2 separate regions of the Sus scrofa genome follow, and region 2 is linked to region 1. Evidence: chromatin contacts called from public HiChIP or PLAC-seq data. All regions are on one chromosome and are shown on one strand. Each heading gives the region's core, a stretch centred on a gene start, on an enhancer-like site or on the middle of the called end of the contact. The rest is flanking DNA. Distances are from core to core; before and after follow the strand shown. Region 1 holds the start of GMPPB (GDP-mannose pyrophosphorylase B). Region 2 holds the start of TRAIP (E3 ubiquitin-protein ligase TRAIP).

What was found. HiChIP or PLAC-seq counts read pairs in DNA pulled down with a chosen protein or histone mark.
Region 2: a contact with region 1 is called in an H3K27ac HiChIP or PLAC-seq map of alveolar macrophages. The contact joins the promoter of TRAIP here to the promoter of GMPPB in region 1. A contact is called at or near these places in 4 of 47 Hi-C or Micro-C datasets (embryonic fibroblasts, epiblast stem cells, liver and 1 more) and 2 of 2 datasets of contacts at active chromatin or transcription factors (alveolar macrophages and skeletal muscle).

What each region holds. Positions count from the first base shown.
Region 1 is chr13:32,251,490-32,255,055 of Sscrofa11.1, reverse strand. It overlaps GMPPB (GDP-mannose pyrophosphorylase B), which reads left to right and starts at 1,901. Exons shown (of 10, transcript NM_001244541.1): 1 at 1,901-2,026; 2 at 2,123-2,259; 3 at 2,385-2,465; 4 at 2,556-2,604; 5 at 2,743-2,885; 6 at 3,090-3,248; 7 at 3,335-3,413; 8 at 3,488-3,566. The coding sequence starts at 2,131. IP6K1 (inositol hexakisphosphate kinase 1) reads left to right here. Exons shown (of 5, transcript XM_021068778.1): 5 at 1-1,541.
Region 2 is chr13:32,379,012-32,382,258 of Sscrofa11.1, reverse strand. TRAIP (E3 ubiquitin-protein ligase TRAIP) reads left to right here and starts at 1,271. Exons shown (of 31, transcript XR_002337524.1): 1 at 1,271-2,717. It overlaps CAMKV (caM kinase-like vesicle-associated protein), which reads left to right. Exons shown (of 10, transcript XR_002337521.1): 10 at 1-1,131.

The DNA of each region.
Region 1 (3,566 bases), core at 652-3,151:
AGGCCCAAGGGGTGACCCCTTCCTTTCCCACGGTTTTAGTAATTTTTGCTGCCAGCCCTGAATGGCACAGAGGCTTGCTACCTCTAAAACATGCGGTCAGGAGGTGGCACTGCTTGCACTTAGCCATTGCCAAGGTTAGTGCCCTAACCTCCAAGCCTAGGGCCACTGTCATTGTCACTTGTGGCATGTCCCTATTTGGGCATTAGAGGTAAGCCTGCCAGCCTGTGTCTGTAAGAAGCTTTGGTAAGTAATGGACTAATTTCATGGTCCATAGATATGCAGCCTCACTCATCTTAAATGGGCTCCTAGATGGGATCCCATCTCTCTCGGCCTTCTGATTCTGGTGCCATTGGTGGGCAGGTTCCCATTTCTTGGGGCTAGGAGGGGGCAGCTTGCCTGTTTCTGATTAGTAATGACCGTCTTTTCTCTTGTACTATTTTGTGGCTTCAGCCATAGGGGCAGTAGCTCTTCATTAGTGTGGATAGTCATTTCTTGGCAGGGCAGAGGCCAAGACAAAGGTTTGGGGGCCAGCTGGGACCCCCTTGTTGGAACCTCTCCAGCCTGGGGATGTGCTGTACCTCCTGAGTTCCTATATTTTGGGAGCAGATGCTGCCCCCATTCTGCTCTTCATCACGAGAGGCTGTACCCACTTATAGTCAGCGTTTTCCTGGCATTGAGAAGAGCAGGGCTGGGATCTGCTGCTTCTCCCGCAGGGCAGGGTCCCTCCTTCTTTCAGCACTTTTAAACACTTGGGAGACCCAGCCTTGTTATCTGTTGAGTGGTGGGCATGCGCATCTGCACATGCTGTTTGCCACTATTTTGCCCTGCTCCATGCCAGAGAGCCCTGTCCCTGCCAGGCCCTGTTTCCCCAGCCCCAACTTGGGACCAAAGTGCAAGACGGGATCACTGGTTGGGGCGCTCAAGCGACCCCTCTGTGTAGTGCTTCCCTGGGCCAAGTCGACACCAGCCCCCTAGCGGGGTGGGATGGGCGGTGCTTAAAAGAAAGGGGACCAGTGTAGCAACATGCTGGGGACCCCACCCCTCTCATGTCCGGTCCTGTGCAGTGGGCGTGGGGTTTCTCCTAAGGGGCCAAAGGCCTGAGCTAGTTATGTAGCTGCTGCTCACTTGCTCACGGCTGGCCATGTGCACACTCCTAGATGCAGAATGCTTTGAACTTTAGAGCTGTTCAATTTGGTCTTTGTGCAGATTTAATGTTTTAGTGGAAAAAATTTGGGAGAATCCTGGGAAGGTCCTGGTTCCTTTGCTTCTCCGGGAACTGTAAGGCCTGGCCTCGAGGACCACTCTCTGCTCCACTTTGCTGGAAGCTGCCTAAGCCTGTCCACGCTGCCCGAGCCCTGCACCCGGATACTACACTTGGCTCCGGCCGTGTCCGGGCGCGGTTGCTTTTTCTTGGGACCTTGAGCGCGGGAGAGGGGGTGCTCGAGCCTTGGGCCGAACCTGCCCCTTTCCGTACACCTAGCGCTGCCCGCCCCGCTTGTGTCTGAGGTCGTGTATGTCAAAATAAAGCCGCTAGAAACTGAGGCGTGTCCGTGTCTTTGAAAAAAAAACAAACCCAGAAACTCGGGGTGGACTGGCCTAGCCCAGCCCGGCCTCCTCGCGCCCTCGGCCCCGCCCCAGTTCCTCCGGCAGGGCGGGGCCGGAAGCGGCTGGGGTGCGGCTGACCTGGGCCCGAGAGGACGGAAGCCTCGCCTGCGGCGCGAGCTCCGCCTTTGGATCCGCCAATGGCAAGCCGACCCGCGGATCCGGTCCCGGTCGCCATGGCAGCCAGGCGCGCTCCGCTCTCATTGGCTGAGTCTGCCGGAATACCGCGTCGCGGCGACCCGACGCCGATGGCCGTGCCACGTATGCCGCAGCTGATTGGCCCGCCCGGGCTCCCGTCATACACTGGCGGACGCCAGCCAGAGTTGGCAGCTCGCTGCTCTCGCTTCGGCGTCGCGTACTAGCTTGCCGCTGACTTGGACTTAGCGTCGACGCGGACTGGGCGGACAAGGCAGAACAAGAGTTGGTCAGTCTGGAGCGTGAAGGGAGCGGGAGGGTGTCATAGGGGTCGGCTGGGCGGGCCGCGGACACCTCGGAGCCCGGGACTCACTCTGGCCTCCAGCAGGCGCAATGAAGGCACTGATCCTGGTGGGTGGCTACGGGACGCGCCTGCGGCCGCTGACGCTAAGCATACCGAAGCCGCTGGTGGATTTCTGCAATAAGCCCATTTTGCTGCATCAAGTGGAGGCGCTGGCCTCGGTAAGGCCCAGGGACGGGGTCTTGGTGGGATTTGGCAGGGTGAGGGACGGCCAGCGACAGGAGGGCAGGGATCCCTGTGCCTTCGGCTGAGCCCGCCTGAAGGCCGGCACTGTTCATTCCCACAGGCAGGCGTGGATCACGTGATTCTGGCCGTGAGCTATATGTCTCAGATGTTGGAGAAGGAAATGAAAGCACAGGAGCAAAGGGTGAGGCACGGATTCTTGGCTTTTTCCCTTGGTCCCCGCTCAGCTTCCCACCCTAGTAGGAGAAACCTAACGGGGCCTTCTTCCTTCCAGCTAGGAATCCGAATCTCCATGTCCCATGAAGAGGAGCCTTTGGGAACAGGTCAGTAGAGACAAGAAGGTTCCTTGGGGAGGGTTTAGGGCCAGGAGAGGGGCAAGACTCTGTCTGCATGGGGCTTGCTGAGCCTGGGTCCAGAGGCTCAGACCTGGAAGATGATGGTGACCTCTTGCTCTTCCCCAGCTGGACCCCTGGCACTGGCCCGTGACCTGCTCTCTGAGACTGCGGAGCCTTTTTTTGTTCTGAACAGTGATGTGATCTGCGATTTTCCCTTCCAAGCCATGGTGCAGTTCCACCGCCACCATGGCCAAGAGGGCTCCATTCTGGTAAGGAAACAGGTCTTTCTTCTCCGATAACCCACCCCACCCCAGCCTCTCTCACCTCCCAGCTTTGAATTGCCCCAATGTTTTGGGTGCAGAACCATGCAGTATGTGCCTTTATGCATCTGGGGGCACAATCCCAGATATAAGACACCATGTACCTCAAGACTCAGGAGCCCTGGACTAGGTCTGAGGTCCCCCTGCACTCAGGTGACCAAAGTGGAGGAGCCCTCTAAGTATGGTGTGGTGGTGTGTGAGGCTGATACAGGCCGTATTCACCGGTTCGTGGAGAAGCCACAGGTGTTTGTGTCCAACAAGATCAATGCAGGCATGTACATCCTGAGCCCTGCAGTGCTGCAGCGCATCCAGGTGTGTAGAAGCCTGCTGCTGGGTGGGCCGGGGTAGGGCAGGCCACCACTGCCATGACCCTGCTCATGAGCTGCCCACTCCCACAGCTGCAGCCCACGTCCATTGAGAAGGAGATCTTCCCGGTCATGGCCAAGGAGGGGCAGCTCTATGCCATGGAGTTGCAGGGTGAGGCAGAGAGGCCACAGGGTTGGGGTGGTCTGTGGCTGGGCTGAGCTCCCTGATGCATTCTCTCCCTATAGGCTTCTGGATGGACATTGGGCAGCCCAAGGATTTCCTCACAGGCATGTGCCTCTTCCTGCAATCATTGCGACAGAAGCA
Region 2 (3,247 bases), core at 22-2,521, 130 kb before region 1:
GCAGGACCAGCCCCAGCCCCTGCATGGATTCCTTGTGGCTTTTGTCTTTTGCTAGCTTCATCAGTTTCTGTTCCTTGTGGGATGCTGCTCTAGGGATACTCAGGAGGTCCCTGCTCCTGTTCCCTTTTCCTTTTTGCCTCACAGTTCCCCCAGGCAGGCCCTGCAGGTCCCATCCTCTCCCAGGCCCTAAATTGGGTGGCCTTGCCCTGAGAGCTGGTCCTCCAGCGAGGCCCTGTCAGCGGTCTTAGGCTCCTGCACATGAAGGTATGTGCCTGTGGTGTGTGGGCTGCTCTAGGCGTGAAACAGGCTGGTACAGAGAATGCAATAATCTAAAGCAGTATGCTTCAAGACTGGTTGCATGGCTGGGGGCACTGCTTGGTAGCTGAGGGGTTCCTGAAAAGTGAAAAAGAATGAGTAGAAAGGTAGACACTTCCATCTTTGTCCCTGGGAAGTCTCTCCCAAGACCCATGTGCTATTTCCTGCCCTCCTGGGTCCTGCAGTGGTTGCCCTGTACCCTGAGCTTCATGAGTCTGTAAAGGGAAGGAGGAGCAATTAGGATGTGGCAATGAGATCTGGGAGGGCAGAGTGCAGGCTTAGCACCTAGTGTACCAGCCTAGCTGAGTCCTTACCCTGGGGCAGACAAGGAGGGCTGCCCCTGGCTCTTCCCATATGACCCGCCTCAGGCTCAGTCCACAGTCCTCTCCATCCCAGAGGGCCAGCTGCATGGCAGTGTCCCACAGTCTGATTTGGGGGGTTGCCCTTCTTGGGGGCAGATTTTCTGCTCTCTCAGTTCAACAAAATAGAAGGAACCCTCTCTATGTCAGTGACCCACTTCCCCTTTTGTCAAGGCTTAGAGTGAGGCCTAAGTGCCTCTGAGCCCTGCTGAGTTGCTTTTGCTGGAATCAAAGAGTGGAATAAAGCTCCCCAGTTTCCTGACGGAGGCTCCTGGCAAGTGCCCTTTGTCAGACCCCACTATGGCCTGGGCAGGCAGCCACACTGGTCCTGGCCCTCACTTGGCACTCGGGGATAGTCCTGCCCTTCTCCCTGCATGCCTGTGGGTCTGCTCTGGTGTATGAAGGTCGGTGGGCCGTGTACCTGCTGAACCTGGCAAATAAATTTCATTCTGCCAAAGCCTCTGGCCACCCTCTTGCCTTTGCTTCCTCTATATTACTGGGGAGGGGCCCCTGAAAGGCAGTGTGTAGGGGAAGGCTGGGAGTAGGTTCACAGGTAGTGGTCTGTGCTCAGTTCCATATGGATTGCTTGGGCTGAGAGTACAGACCATCCTCACCACAGTGTGTTCCTTGATGGTGGCAGGGGTCCTCTGGACTCTAGAAATCCATGTGGGTGGTGGGTCCTGTGCTGGGATTGTGCCAAGGAATAACCTCTATGCTACTGTTCTGACAAGTCCTATTGAACAAGGAGCCATTATCTTGACTTAGGCATAGACCTGGAACCCACCAAGGGCCATCCACCATAGGGAGAGACCTTGCCCATGGCCAAAGTGGGCTTCCCTGGGTTGGGGAATGGGTGCAGGGTGGCCATTACACAAAGATTCTGTCCTATCCTTTGTGTTGATTATTCCTTCCTGTGAACACCTTTGCTTTCCACGTAGGCCCCAAGGACTTCACTCTGAGTCTACTTCAGGTGGAACAGATCGGCTTTACATTATGGGACTCTGCATAAGGTTTCTTCTGGGGAGAGGGGGATACCACTACTAAAAACAGTTAATCATCAAAACTCCTAGGAATACTTGTTCCAGCCTGGATCAGCCCAGGTGAATTCACCAGGGATGCTGCTCTTACTTAGGATCCCAAAGATAACTTCTCTGATATGGGAATAAGAAAAAGATTTGTTAGCCACTTGTCTATGAAGGATCTGGGCCTCCAAAAGGCAGTACTGAGGCAAAACTGATTCTCCTGAGAGCTAGGAGCTAGTCAGGATACCGGCCCCACCACCTTTAAACTTAGGGATCATCAACCTTGTTTGTATAGAGCCAGGGCGAGCTGGGAGTGTCCTGACCCGTGTCCTTTCGAGGACCACTAAAGAGTCTGAGAGGGCTGAGAGGGCGGAGCATTCTTTTGGTCCGGGAAGTATGGTCTTCTATACGGTTGAGAACTGCCCAGAGCCCAAGGGACCCGCTCTCCATTCGTACCATCGTCCCACCCCCTTATGGCCTCTTCTAAACTCTCGCGAAGTGCAGAGATGGCTGCGCTGAGAGAACAGGGCTAAGGAGACCGTGCCCAGCTCCGGCTTGGGACCGTAACGTCTTGTCTTGCCCCAGAAAGGGGCTCGGCCGGCGGCGTAGCTGCTCCTGGTGCCCATCCAACGCTGTGTTCTGGTACTGGGCGATTCCCGGGAGCCGCGAGGGACTTACCGCTGAGCTTCAGGCCCGCGCTCGGCCCCAGGATTCTTTTCGGCCTGAGAGGCCGTTAAGCCCCGCCCCCGAGGGTTCGTCCAATCCGGGCCCAAACTTCATTTTGCGCCTTGTAGCCACTTCCGGTTCGCTTCCGGAAGTCGCGCTGTGGAGCCAAATTTGAAGCAAGCTGGGACGCTGAGGCACGGCCACGAAGCTGGACCCTTCGCGGTTTCCTTGGCTACCTGGGCCACTTGAGACCAGTCATGCCTATTCGTGCTCTGTGCACTATATGCTCCGACTTCTTCGATCACTCCCGCGACGTGGCAGCCATCCACTGCGGCCACACCTTCCACTTGCAGTGGTGAGTGACCGCTGTGTTGGATCTGGGCACTCCGCCCGATATCGCTACAAAACTGTGGGGTGTCGGGCCTCCCTGGTGCCCTGACTGGTGATGAGGACGGCATTAGTTGGAGTCCCACGAGAGTTTCCGACTTGGGCAGAGGCCAGGTCAAAACAGGCTTCCGGGAGGAGATGACAGATGACCTGAGGCCGGGGGAACGGGGTTGTAGTTTTTTTTTGTTTTTGTTTTGGGTGGCTCCCGCCCCATGTGGAGGTTCCCTGCTAGGGGTGGAATCCGAGCTGTGGCTGCCGGCCTACGCCGCAGCAACACTGGATCCGAGCCGCGTCTGCAACTGACACCACAGCTCTCGGTAACTGCAACGCTTGGTCTTTAAAACACCGAGCAAGGCCAGGGCTCAAACCCGCGTCCTCATGGATACTGGTCGGGTTCCTTAACCATTTAGCCATGATGGGAACTCCCCGCCGTTGGTTTAAGGACGACAGAGTAGGGGTTTCCTTGATCTATCTGCAACGGGATGTGATTTCAAAATT